Regions from separate parts of the Gossypium hirsutum genome. Here region 1 is linked to region 2. A link is a contact called in public Hi-C data. All regions are on one chromosome and are shown on one strand. Each heading gives the region's core, a stretch centred on a gene start, on an enhancer-like site or on the middle of the called end of the contact. The rest is flanking DNA. Distances are from core to core; before and after follow the strand shown.

Region 1 (6,669 bases), core at 433-2,932, 320 kb before region 2:
AATGTGCAAGTTATAGCTTTCAGAAATATTTTATTGTAGTTCTATTACTGTAATGTTCCTACCTCTCGTTTTTTATGATGCTTTAACCGTGTTTTGCAATTGCTTTGTTAACTAAAAAAATGTTGTTTTAATATTTAAAAAAAAATAACTTCTGACAAATCAAGGTGGGGTAGGGTCGGGTTCAGGAGTGTTAAGTTGTTTTGAAGTTGGGGCCAGTTTTCGGGTTACATCCAGTATGTCGGCTCGGGGCCAGAAAAAATCCGCCCTGCTCCGTTGACATCACTACTGAGGATCAAACAATCATTCAAGGAACAGAAATTGAAAAGGTTAAGAGGATCAAAGGGTTGTAAAAGAATCTATTATGCAAGTGTCTAGTGAAATTGAATGGACAAACGATTTGTTTCGTATGTGCAATATATTTGTTGATACACAACAGATTCAAACAAATGAAAGGGTTGTATGGAAGTGAAGGCTTATTGTAGAGGTTAAAGTTGTGAAGGCCATACAATTTATTAATCTTTGAGAAGTTAATCAAGATTGATAAATGAGTTAAATAACCAATCTAAAATACTAGGGGATTATAAATCTCTAGGACATTGAGATTTTTCAGTTTCTTTATGATGACAACCTCATCTTTAGATGTTCTGGAATTCTTTTTCCCATATGATTTTATATTCCTGACAGCATGTTGCATGTTCAAGCTCCCAACTTCTCTAGCTTGGCTCTATTGTAAAATAGAATGGTGGATGGGTTCAGTGATGAAAATGTTAGATTTCTCAAGATGTGGTTTTGGTGGATTATTATTTTTTTCATCGAATGCTTTTGTGATAATCAGGGAATTCGTGAACAACGTGTGGTATATCAAGATACTATCTCCACTTGAAGTGCAACAAATGGGGAAAGAAGGCCTGAATCCTGCCGCCTCCGACCCAAGCCAAACGCACCACCAATAGTGGTGCAGGAGGAGTTGAGCTGAGAAGTTCTGGTAATGGAATTTGCATCAATGGGTGTCTTAAATGCTGAAGGAAAATGCTCCTCAAGGCTGAATTTGGGGAAATGATAGAGGAAGTTGTAGCTTTTTTTCTTTTAAATGTTAAAGCTTGTGTGTTCAGAATCTAGTACTGTTACTGTAAATTATAATAGGAAATTTCTGTAGCTTTACATTATTATAGTACTTAAAAGAGAACAAGGTTGAATTCGGGATAATTGCATCATGTTATCAGCAATATTGTTTGCCATTAGTAATTTTATAGCATCTACAGATGTTTAATTAATATTAGACGGATTTTTATGTTTTCAGGAAAAAGAAATCTATTTTTAATTGAATAAATTTTTTTGAATATAAAAATAACAAATCATTTTTATTTTCATGAAATCAGTCTTAAACAACGGGTGGATTTTTATTAAATAAATAATCAATATTCGGCCCTTGAGAAGCCAAACAGATGTTAAAAGAAAACATTAATTAAAAAAATGGAAACCCAGCCAAACGAAGAGGCACCGGCCCTATCCCAAACATCTGATATACCTTCCTTTTCTCTTGAAAACCGCCGTGCATCGGTGCAGATCCGTTCGCCTGTCTCGGCATATGCCTGAAAACACAGGACTGGTACCCGACACAGGTAGATTTGGTGTTCTCGATATCTTTCGATTCTGTTATTTTGCAATTGCCGTACCACGGATAAGACATCCCCTCGATCTCCGCCGTCAATATCCCCAGGTCCAGCCCCAACTTGGCCGCCTGCAAGCACGCCATCGCTTCGGCCGCAAATGGAGAAGGTATGTTTTTATGCAAAGAAATTTTTTGACATAGCACCGTACCGTTTCACTCTCTAATAACAATTCCTGAGCACGATCTGTTTCTATGCTTACTGAAAGCCACATCAAAATTAATCTTTACAGCCTGCCCGCTCTGTGGCCTCCACTGTATTGGCTCTCCTGTCTTGACAGGGGTTTTCTGACTCATCCCATCTCATTCTTTCAGATAATCTCTTACAAAGTTTGCCACATCTAATGCTATTTTCTTCTTGCCCTCGAGCAGAAGCTTGTTCCTCCCAGTTCAAATCGCCCAAATTGCGCCACCAAAGATTCTACATTGGTGTCTGGAATTAGTTTAAAAAAAAAGGGCCATCCAGTCTTTGAAGCTCATATCTGATGCCACCGCCGTCCGCGTGATATTCAGCTGCTGCCAGATCTCTTTTGCTTTCTGACAATCCCGGAAAACTTGCTCCACCGTTTGGACACCATCCGGACATTTTGGGCAGCCTGCAGATCCAGTTAGTCTTCTATAATGTAGATTAGCAAAAATAGGCAAAAAGTTTTGGGATGTTCTCCAGTTTGTTATTTTGATTTGTTGGGCAATTCCAGTAGCCATAATTTTTTGTAAAGCGAGGAACGGGTTTGTCGATTCAGAGTAGGATTAGCTCCTTGTATTCCTTGTAAGAGTATTCTGTAAGCACTAGGAACAGTGTATTCGCCGATCGACTCTCCTTACCATACTAGGTGGTCTTCCTGGGGAACTTTTGCCAAGGGAATACACAAAATCCTCTGTGCATCCCATCAAGGTAGTCCAAACTAACTCTTCTCTCCATTTTCTTGCAGTTGGGTCTATCAAATCTGCCACTGTTTGAATGGATAGATTACTAACTCCATTCTAAATTTTGTAATCTACACTCCCAGGTATCAAGGCATCTTCCCTTACTGCAGTGCCCTTGCCTATTTTCCAGCACAACCCGTCGCAAGAAGACCCTTAGCTGCCCACACACTTTTCCAAGTATACGAAGACAGATTCCCTAAACTCTAAACTTAGAAATTTCGTATCTGGAAAATATTTAGCTTTTAATGATCAAGCGAGCAACAAATTCGAATAGCAAATCAGATGCCACCCCTACTTCGCAAGTAATGCCAAATTAAACTTTGCTAAACATCTAAAACCCATGCATCCGTTTTCTTTAAGTTCGCACAAGTGCCTCTATTTACACCAGTGAATCCCTAATCTACTGTGACATTTTTCCCACCAAATGGTCTCAATAGTACTCTCCAGTTCCGTGCATAGTGATTTCGGTAACATAAAATACGTAGGGATCGCAAAATGGCTTTTATGAAAACTTTCTTACCTCGTGAGAGGTGCCTAATACTCCAACCACTTATCTTATTTCTCATTTGGTCCTTCAAGTCCTGAAAAACATGTCGTTTGCCTTTCCCCACTATGGCTGGCAAGCTCAAAATTTTTTTGGATCCATTGACACCCTAAAATTAAGTGTTTGAGAAACAATTAGTTTATCCTAATCCGATACATTTGAATAATAAAGTAGTAGATTTGTCAAAGTTGACACACTGTCTCGAACTTGGTTCATATTCATTAAGAATGTTTTTGATAATGTTTGCTCCTTTATTGCTCGCCTAGAATAAAATGCAATTATTTGCAAACATCAGATGAGATATTTGAGGTCCCCTTCGGCACACTTGCGCACCCTTCGGCAGTTCATCTTGCCATGTTCGTCTCATTAGGGTTGAAAGCCCTTCGCTACAAAATAAAAAACAAATATGGACTCAATGGGTCTCTTTGTCTTAATCCCTTAGTTAGCTTAAAGTTTTTATCGAATTTGCTTTTCAAAATGAATGAGTATTGTACCGAGTTGATGCATTGCATTATGAATTCCACCCAAGGCCTCATGAATCCCATTTTCAACATCATACTTTGAATAAACGACCATTCCACCCGATTGCAAGCTTTGCTCATATCCAACTTTAAAGTCAAGTAGCCTGTTCTTTTTGTTCTCTTTTGTTTAAAAGCATGTAAAACTTCGTAAGTTAGGAGTACATTGTTTGTAATTAGTTTGCCAGGCATAAAAGCTCTTTGTGTTTTGTCAATGCAAGTCTCAAGCACCTTTTGTAGTCTATTTACAATGATTTTTGCAATAACTTCATACAACACCATACAAAGGCTTATAGGTTTGAAATTCTTTAAATTCGTAGGATGATCTATTTTGGGATAAGCATTATATTAGTTAGATTAATAGTCTCCAGAGGCTTACCACCATTAAGTATGTTAAGACAAAATACGTAAACATCCTGTCCAATTTTGTGTCAGTATTTTTGAAAAAACAAGGCTGGAAGCCATCTGCCCTTGATGCTTTCGTTGGGCCCATTGTCTTCAAAGCTTCAAAAAATTCCTTGCCTTTGTATTCGGCCATCAACTCCTGATTCATACTATCTGTTACGCACGTTGCCATCCTCGATAAAAGGTGATTTAGATTTCCAATTCCTCTGGTTGAAAAAAGATCAATGAAATAATTTCTTGCCACCCTTTCCATCTCGAAATGTTCCATAACCAATATGCATTCCCCATTTTGTAGTCCACTAACCTGGTTAGCCCAATGCCTTTGGGATGCAAAATTGTGCAAAAAAGATGTATTCCAGTTTCCCATTTTCAACCAACTTACCTTCACCCACTGTTTCCAATACTTCTCTTCTTTCTCCGCTTTCAAGTTTAAGTGCTACTTAACATTGATAAATTTTACTAATGTTTCGTCTGTTCTCTTTTAATTGTCTCACTCCTCAAGCCTTCTATTAAGCTTCTTCGTTAGATCCCCTATTTTTAATTTTACCCTTTTAGCCCAAGCCAACATCCCTGAAATCATATTTGCAAGCCTTTCCACCAGATCCCTCGAGCTAGTTACTCATAGCCATTTAATTTCTGGCTCATATGAATCTTCCATGCTCCACCACTCCTCAAACCTGAATTGCTTTTTTGTCTTCCTATAGTCTTTTTTGTTGATTTGAATGAACAAAAGGGAAAAGGTCAGAGAATGAATGTGGTAAATGCTGCAAGGAAACCTTTGGGAAAATATGCACCCAATCAACCATCGCCACACCTTGATCAAGTATTTCTCTAATGTTTTTTTTCGGCAAAATTTCCCCTTTCCCAAGTGAAACTTGGATGGAGTAGCCAATGTCCTCTAATTGACATTCCTCTAAAGCTTTCCTAAACTCCTCCATTCGATCTTCCTCTTTCAGAGCACCCCTGTAACACCCTTCACCTACCATCGTCGTCGGATTAGGGTTACAGGATGCTACAACACGTTGACAGTTCCTAACAAGTAACATCAAGTCATTATATTAATAAATGTTTAACTAAAATAAAATAAATAAATGAAATTCCCCCAAAACAAGCCATTTCAAAACATAAACTTTCCAAACAAGTTACCCCAATTGATATTGCATTTAATTGACTTAAGAACACTTTAAACATTAAAAAACATATCAATTCAAACAACCTAAATCTTTTAACCAATATGCCATTCAAAGGCACCTCAAATCAAATCAAAACAATTTAAGACAAAAGGTATACTTTCATGCCACAAATATATAACATTAACTCACACCTAGCACAATTGTACACATTTCTACCCATTTTAAACATACCAAATTTTTTATCCAAACATTAACAATGCAAAAAGATTACAAGTTAACCACAATACAAGTGAACACATAACATTACCATGTCATTCACATCTTAATCTTACAAGCAACCACACTTATGATAGGCCACATCATATATACATGCCAAATCTCAAAACATTTGCATCTTAAACGTATTACATGCCATATAAGCCAAAATAAACATCCAAAAACTACCAAATTCAACTTGATAGTGTGACTCGAAGGTTTATCCGATCGCCCGTTTCGCAAAATGATATCTACAAGAAGAAAACAAGTAATACAAGTAAGCTTATATGCTTAGTAAGTTTGACAGATAAAAACGGTAAATCTTACCGAACTAAACATGATAATTTAAACTATTAAAACTTAATGGTCAATATTTCCTGTCAGACACAATTCATATCTAGTGAGTTTATACACTTTAAATACAAACTTCATTTAATAATTTCATAAGAGGTTTATCATATTCAAAATAAGTTACTACCAAGAATTCATGAACAATACAGGACCATCCAAAAATTCAATACAATACTTCAATACGATAATTATTGCTCGGTAAACGTTATGTGGATATGAGTACATAGGTAAACCAGCCGGAACATGCCAAATGCTCATAAGAGCTAGTCCAATCGAAAACACGCTTCGACACCAAATGCCCAGGCCGTAGGCTATACATTTGCCCCCTTAACACGCCAGTATCAGAATAGTATAACACGATTGTTCACAACAAATGCTGAACCCTGTATACTCAGGAAATAACTATAAATCATGTAACAACCTCATCTCTACCAATCTCGTATAACACGCAATATAATCCATTTGCATTACCAATTGTACTCTATCAAACGTTTATTCGGCTTAAGAATAACATTTTAAATCATATTTCCCAAACAATTTCATATCATCATTATAGTAGTTTAACATCTACTAATACAATAATAATTTATTAGATATTATATATTAAATTTTAAATCGAACGAACTTCACTGGGCTATATTGCGGTAGTTACAGAAGTTAAGAGACTATTTCGCTACTTTTCCTTTTCTCTGTATATCAATAGAATCTTGATCTAAAATGTAATTTATTTCATTTATTAGCTTAAATTTCATATATTAATAAATTTTAAAATTTGTACCCTTCTATTTACAAGAATTACACAATTGCCCCTAAACTTTAAACTTTATACGATTTAATCCCTTAACTAAAAAATAATCAAATTAACCA
Region 2 (6,819 bases), core at 3,161-5,660:
ACTATCATTCAAAACTTAATACAAATTGAAGGGTTTCCAACCAAGCCAACACATTTGGCCAATTCTCAAAGACACAAAATAATAAAGTCTAAGTCCTATACATGCCATATTAAAAAATATAAATCCAACTATATCGAATACTTTGGTTGATAGTGTGATCGATATCTCTGACTTCTGTGATCCTTGAACTAGTTAGGCAGCACTGTAAGGAAATGGAAAGAAAATGGAGTAAGCATAAAAGCTTAGCAAGTTGAATATAAGTAAATATACAACAACAATATATCAAAAATCAACATGCTCCTAATACCAAGGTAGGCATAAGTATAACTTACTCATTACCGTCCACACAAATCACAAATTATATATAAATTAGGTACCTGTACCACTCACAACACGGTTATACTTTCCTCGTTAATGTAAGAACATAACTTTCACCATTGAACCATTCGGAATACTACCGGATATTCATTAAGCCTCAAACGTGGGTAAGGTACCGATGCCATGTCCCAGACACGGTCTTACACAAGCTCATATCTCAAGCTGATGCCATGTCCCAGACATGGTCTTACACTGACTATCATCTCGTAGCCAATGCATATCCCAGACATGTCTTACACTGGCTTACGTCTCGAGGCCGATGCATGTCCCAAACATGTCTTACACTAGCTTTCGTCTCAATGTCGATGCCATGTCCCAGACATGGTCTTAAATTAGCTCTTATAATGTGGCCGATGCATGTCCTAGACATGTATTACATTAGCCCACACACAAATGACTCAAATGCCATGGTATGAATATCCGAGGCACTTCCTAAGGTTCTAACGGGAATTCTACTATCTCGATTGTCATTAAACATTCTCAATTCCACAGTCAAGCAATTCATGCTATAATAATTCGAGCATATATAATAGCAATGTAGTTGTAATATTTACATACAACTTACCTCAGATTACAAAATATACACGACTAGTCGGTTTAGTTGATTTGCATAGCTTTCCCCCGGTCTAGGTTCGGATTTGACAATTCTTGATCTAAAATAGCATAACACACTCATTTAATCACTAAATAAAATTAAGCAATTAAAAATTCATATCTTCGGTAAAATGACCGTTTTGCCCCTAGACTTTGGCAAAATGACTATTTTACCCCTATGCTCAAAAATTATTTTTTATCGAATTTCTTTGCATCTTAAGTCTAGATGGCCTCTTTTTACTCTTATAGTAACTCTAAATTCTTTCTATTTCACACATTTATTAACTATTTTACAACTTGTGCAAAATAGTCATTTTAGGTGTTTTCATGCTAATACCTTTCACAAAAGTTGTCTATTACACAACTAAAACTAATATTCTTCCATAAAATTTCAGAAAACACCCTATATTCTCTCATGGTAAAACCCTAAACTCTTAATCATTTTGCAACATATACCCCTGATTTGAAAGCTCATGCTTTAAGGGTCTAAAAAATGCAAAAAACATCAACAAAAGGTATGAAAATCACTTACTTATAAGGATGATAAGTTGCTGAAAATTTTGAAGTTCAAAAACCCCCAACAATGGTTGAAAATCAGTTGAGAAAGATGGAAAAGGGATAATATCATCTTTCTTTATTTTATTTCCTTTTTAGTCAAATAAGCTACCCAATTCCACCTAACCTTGAAAATTGTCTCATCTTTTTCTCATGGCCAACTATGCTATCATAATAGGGTCTAATTACCCTTTAAAGACCCCCAATTTTTCTTCTCTAGCTATTTGACACCTTTAACTATCAATTTAGGACTTTTGTATTTTATGCGATTTAGTCATTTTTTGCAATTAGGCTCGCAAATGTTAAAATTTCTCCATCAAAATTTTCATGCACTATATTAAACATGCAATGACTCAAAAATAATAATAAAATAATTTATTTGACTCTGAATTTATGGTTCCGAGACCACTATTCTGACTAGGCCGTAAATCGGGCTGTTACATGGTCTATTTCATGTCTTTAAACAAAGAGAGTGGTGTCACATTAAGGTGTTTTTTGTGATCGCAACAAGACATAGATCCTCCAAACTTCATAGCCAAGTTAGTGGGCATCTTATCACGACAAGATTGTTTTCATGGTCCCGACAATGCCAGACACGAGGTCTCTATGACCAAGTCAGTAAACTCATTGTCCCGACAAGGGTTCTTTTTGTCCAATCTTCCAAGCCACTTTGTATTCCTCACTATGCCATCATATGTTTTGACCTACAATGCCAATTTCACACAAGGTAGGTGCAACTTTATACTTAAATAACATTAAGATAGGTGCAACTTAACAAGTAAACATTAAGATAGGTGCAACTTAACAAGTAAATGCCTATAAAGAGTAACAAAATTAATAATAAAATAAGAGTTATACAATATCTAAACAATAATAACAAAATAGAAGTAACATAATAATAAAATATAACAATAAAATAATGGAAAACCAACAGGAAAATAGCAACTTTTTACATATCCAGGACAAAACTCTAATAAAAAACCTTTACCCAAAATCCAAACTAATTTTTAAATAAACTTTTTTTTTGTCTAACCATTTTTTGGATTTATATTCTTATTAAAACACTCTGACTTTTGAGACGAGCTCTTGTCTAATTTAGGCTCATTTATTTACTTTAAAGCGGGTTTTTTACAAAAATAAGATAAAAAATAAAATAATACTAAAATAATACAACTAAAAAAGTATTTACGAAAATGGTACATTTTAGGGTGGTGCCGCCTATGGTAGTGGCGTGACCACCTTGGCTCCGACAACTTCTGTCATTTTCTGTTAAAAAAAGCTTAAAAACGAAAAAAACAAAAATCTAAAAAAAAAGGGATTTGCCTGACAGTGGGTCACGCTTAGGGGAGAGACGGCACCAGTCATGCCTTCCTCATAAGCGGCACCAGTGCTGCTGCCATGGAAGAAGAAGAAGAAAAGGGCAGCGGAAAAGAAAAGAAGAAAAGAAAAAAAGAAAAAAGAAAGAAGCGATAGGGAAGGAAAGAGAAAAATAAGGAAAAAAAATAAATAGAAAGGAAAGTTTAGGGTTTAGGGAAGAATAATTAAAATTTTTAAAAGGTAATTTTTTTGTTATAAAATTTAATTTATATATACAAATAATAAAGAAATATTATTATAGAAATATTACAAATTTATAAACTTAAATATTTACATATACAAATAACATAGAAATATTATTATCTGTAAATATTTAAGTTTATAAATTTGTAATTTTTTTCTCTTAGTTTATTCAATAGAAATATTATATGTATAATTGTATGTATTGTTATTTTAAATGTCGGTATAATTTTTTTATGTTATTTTAAAAGTTGATATAATTTTTTAACTCATAATTTAGTATAGTGTAATATTTTGCAAGTTAATTGTACAAGATAAGTAACCAATTTGTAATGATTAATTACAACAGATAATTATAACATGCCAAGTAATTTAAGTTACATAAAAAATATACCAATCAATCTAAAACACACATAACAAATAAATTACATAAAAATAAAACATTCCTTGTACATAACATAAATAGGTTTTTTTACTCCAATAAATATTAAAAATAAATTATAAATCAATAAAAATATAAAATAAATACAAACATACCTTAATAACTCTTTTTAACCAAATAATACCTTATAAAAATAAAATTAAAAATTAAAAATTAAAAATTAAAAATTAAAAATTAAATTCAAATTAAATCAACAATAATAATAAAAACAAATTAAATTTTATAACAAAAAAATTTATATTTTTAACACTTTAATTATTCTTGTAAAAAAACAGAAAAGAAAAAAAATTACAGCAATTAAAACACGGGTTTAATTATTCTTTCTTAAACCCTAAACTTTCCTTTCTATTATTTTTTTCCTTATTTTTCTTTTTCCTTCCCTCCCTCTTCTTCCTTTTTTTTCTTTCTTTCCTTTCCCGCCGTCCTCTTCTTCTTTTTCTTCTTCTTCTTCCATGGCAGCAGCACTGGTGTCGCCTATGGGGAAGGCGTGACCGGTGCCGCCTCTCCCCTAGGCGTGACCGGTGCTGTCAGGCAAATTTTTTTTTTTTTCAAATTTTTAGTTTTTTTTATTTTTAACCTTTTTTTTAACAAAAAATGATAAAAATTATCGAAGCAAAAATATTCACGCCACAGCCATATGTGGCACCACCCTGAAATGTACCATTTTTATAAATATTTTTTTAGTTGTATTATTTTAAGATTATTTTATTTTTTTATCTTATTTTTTTAAAGCGCATGCAAATATAATAATTCTTTTCGAGAAAGAGAGCAGCAGCATAGGAATTGAAGGATGTAAAAAATCACGTGAGTGGGACCCAGCAGTCAATTGGATGAGTGGGGACAACAAACATGAACCAGTAATACTCTGTCATTCCTCAGCTTTTTTCTTTTCTTTTTTTCTTTTTCCCTCTCTATGAGCCTGCTCGGAATATTTCTTGTCTTCTTGTAAGTTCTTTGCTATCTCATGTCCCAGTTTCAGTTTCATTTTCTCTTTTGGTCTTTAACATTTTCAAATCCTTTATATATTATCTCCATCTTCACAATCACTTATTGCAAAGTATAAAGCACCTATTTCATTTTTTTTGGTTGAAAAATGTTTTATGGCGGAAGGAAAGCATCAAGATCTCGCTCTCATTACTCATTATTGCTCCACATTATGTTTTTTTCTTTTTCCTTTTTATGCTTAATGGTTCGAATGATCACAGTCTCACATTGCCGCATTTACACTGAATAATGCGAGCTTTTGACTCTCCAACGATATTGCATCTCACATTTCTCCATTTTACGTATTCTCTGCTCAATATTTTACTATGAAGTTTGGTGAGTCTTTTCTTTCACAATATTGTCTCCCTTAATCTCTTCCTCTTTTTGCGGGTTATAAATTAATTACGGAAATATTAGGTTTTAGCTGTTTAGTATTCAACAGATCAGTTGTTCTCATATGTTTTTTTTTTACTGCGTATGATTCTTGTCTGCCTTTTCCTTTGATTTATTTTGTTATGTTGTCCGTATTTCAACCTAATTTGTTCGATTGGAGTGAATTACTATGAATCTGATGTACTGATTGCTTTCTAATTGTTAAAAATGTGTTATAAAAGTTTCTAATGAGCAGCATTTGGCTCCAAGGACTCTTGTTTGCTTCAATTGTTTGCTAGAAATGAACTTTTTGTATATTGTTGATATGAGATTAGATTGGTTATTCCCATTGTTTTATGCACCTGCTGTCACTTAAATTCCACAAATCAAATATGTATACATTTATATCAACGGGGAACTATGAATTGTATGCAATAATTCGTGTTATTGTTGAATTGCTTACCTCAAACATGTAATGAGTCATTGTCATTAATGGTGACATAATTGATTCTATAAGCATTTTCCATTTATTTCTCTATATTTTGTATTCTAATTCCTTGAGGATATGTTCAGCTCCTGGTTGGTCTTTCTAAATTTTCCATTAGAAGCCTGTTCAGAAGTTTTCTCTCTACTCTGAGACATTATTTTTAGAATACAAAAAAGTCTGCTCCTGAAGGCATCTCATTAAAATCACTGTTGTTTTTTACCTCATATTCCTCAACTAATATCTCTAATGGATACTGCTGATTGTGTGTGCCTGATGTGGAGCAAGTATTCTCAAGTTAAACCCCCAGAACTAATCTGAAATCTCAATAAAACTTCTCCAAAATCTCACCTTTTACGACCAGTGCTTTGACATCTAGATTGCCACAGAATTATCTTATGAGTGCATGAATTGACTCAGGCTCTCAACAAAGTGATTTGGTGTCGTCCCCTGAGCAAAGTGTAAATGGAAGTTTCAGAAAGTTTGCATCTGGTCCGTATGTAATTTTAACATCCATTTGCTAACAACTAGTAGGTTACAAATTTACTAAATTTTTCTTTGTGATATCAAGTTAAGCCTATATTATTTTCATTTTTGTACCATATGCCCAGTTGTGGATCTGCAGACATTTTACTAGAACCATTACAACAATTTCTCATAGAACTAGAAAATGATATATCAGTATGATCCTTGATCAAATACGAACAAGTACATGTAATGGTCCTTGATTACTATGTTGTCTATAATTCCTGCAATCTTGTTTTTGCTTAAGTTCAGGGCAAGGAATAAATTTACTCCTAGAAAAGAAACTTGACTATGACAGAAAGTTGCATTAGCATGTCATGTTTCACACAATAGAAAATATTAATATAGGAAATACATCCATCAGATCTAATTAACTTGATATTGCTTGCAAATCTTAATATCAGGCATGATTTATGTTGTTAATTTCACTTGTTACTTTCCTTGTTTCTGCAAAGTAAATATAATGCTTCATTTTTACCCTTATCAAATTCTTGGAATTTTTCCTTTTGTACTTCCTTGATTTTGAAAGTAGAAATCAAGCTTTAGATGATTTTTTCCTTTCTCCTTTTCGATCTCTTTGGGCATCCAGCATGTTTTCCTTTATATTTTAGTATTTAACTTTTTGTTCTTCTCAAACATACTCCACTGCAAAACTAGAAATCTGGGATTAATGCGAACTCTAACAAATAATATGGGTCAGGTTTTGTGCGAAATGATTTAGACTCTTCTCCGGGGCAGAGCTTAGATGGAAGTTTCAGAAAATCCAACTCTGGTTAGTTCCACAGCTTCCTTTTATTTGATTTTCTCTCGAGTTGTAAAAATTATGTGCTATGTTGTCTTGCTCAATTGTCACTGTGCATTATGAACTTATGGTTTTAGGCATGGCTTAGATGTGTATATTATGCTGTTCTTTCATTTAAAAGTTCAT

The links. A called contact is a pair of places that touch in the nucleus more often than the background predicts.
Region 1: a contact with region 2 is called in a Hi-C map of leaf, with 2.0 times the contacts expected there. The contact joins the enhancer-like site here to the promoter of LOC107933528 in region 2. A contact is called at or near these places in 6 of 34 Hi-C or Micro-C datasets (callus and leaf).

Annotation. Positions count from the first base shown.
Region 1 is chrA12:33,516,339-33,523,007 of Gossypium_hirsutum_v2.1, reverse strand. It overlaps the pseudogene LOC107933599. Among protein-coding and RNA genes, the nearest start is that of LOC107921793, 31 kb to the left of the region's middle. Within about 2 kb of position 1,682, at least 6 of the 9 cell types and tissues checked have an H3K27ac peak or open chromatin away from gene starts, as enhancers often do. A contact at or near this core is called in leaf, where this site is marked.
Region 2 is chrA12:33,203,747-33,210,565 of Gossypium_hirsutum_v2.1, reverse strand. LOC107933528 reads left to right here and starts at 4,410. Exons shown (of 3, transcript XM_016865791.2): 1 at 4,410-4,471; 2 at 6,592-6,663.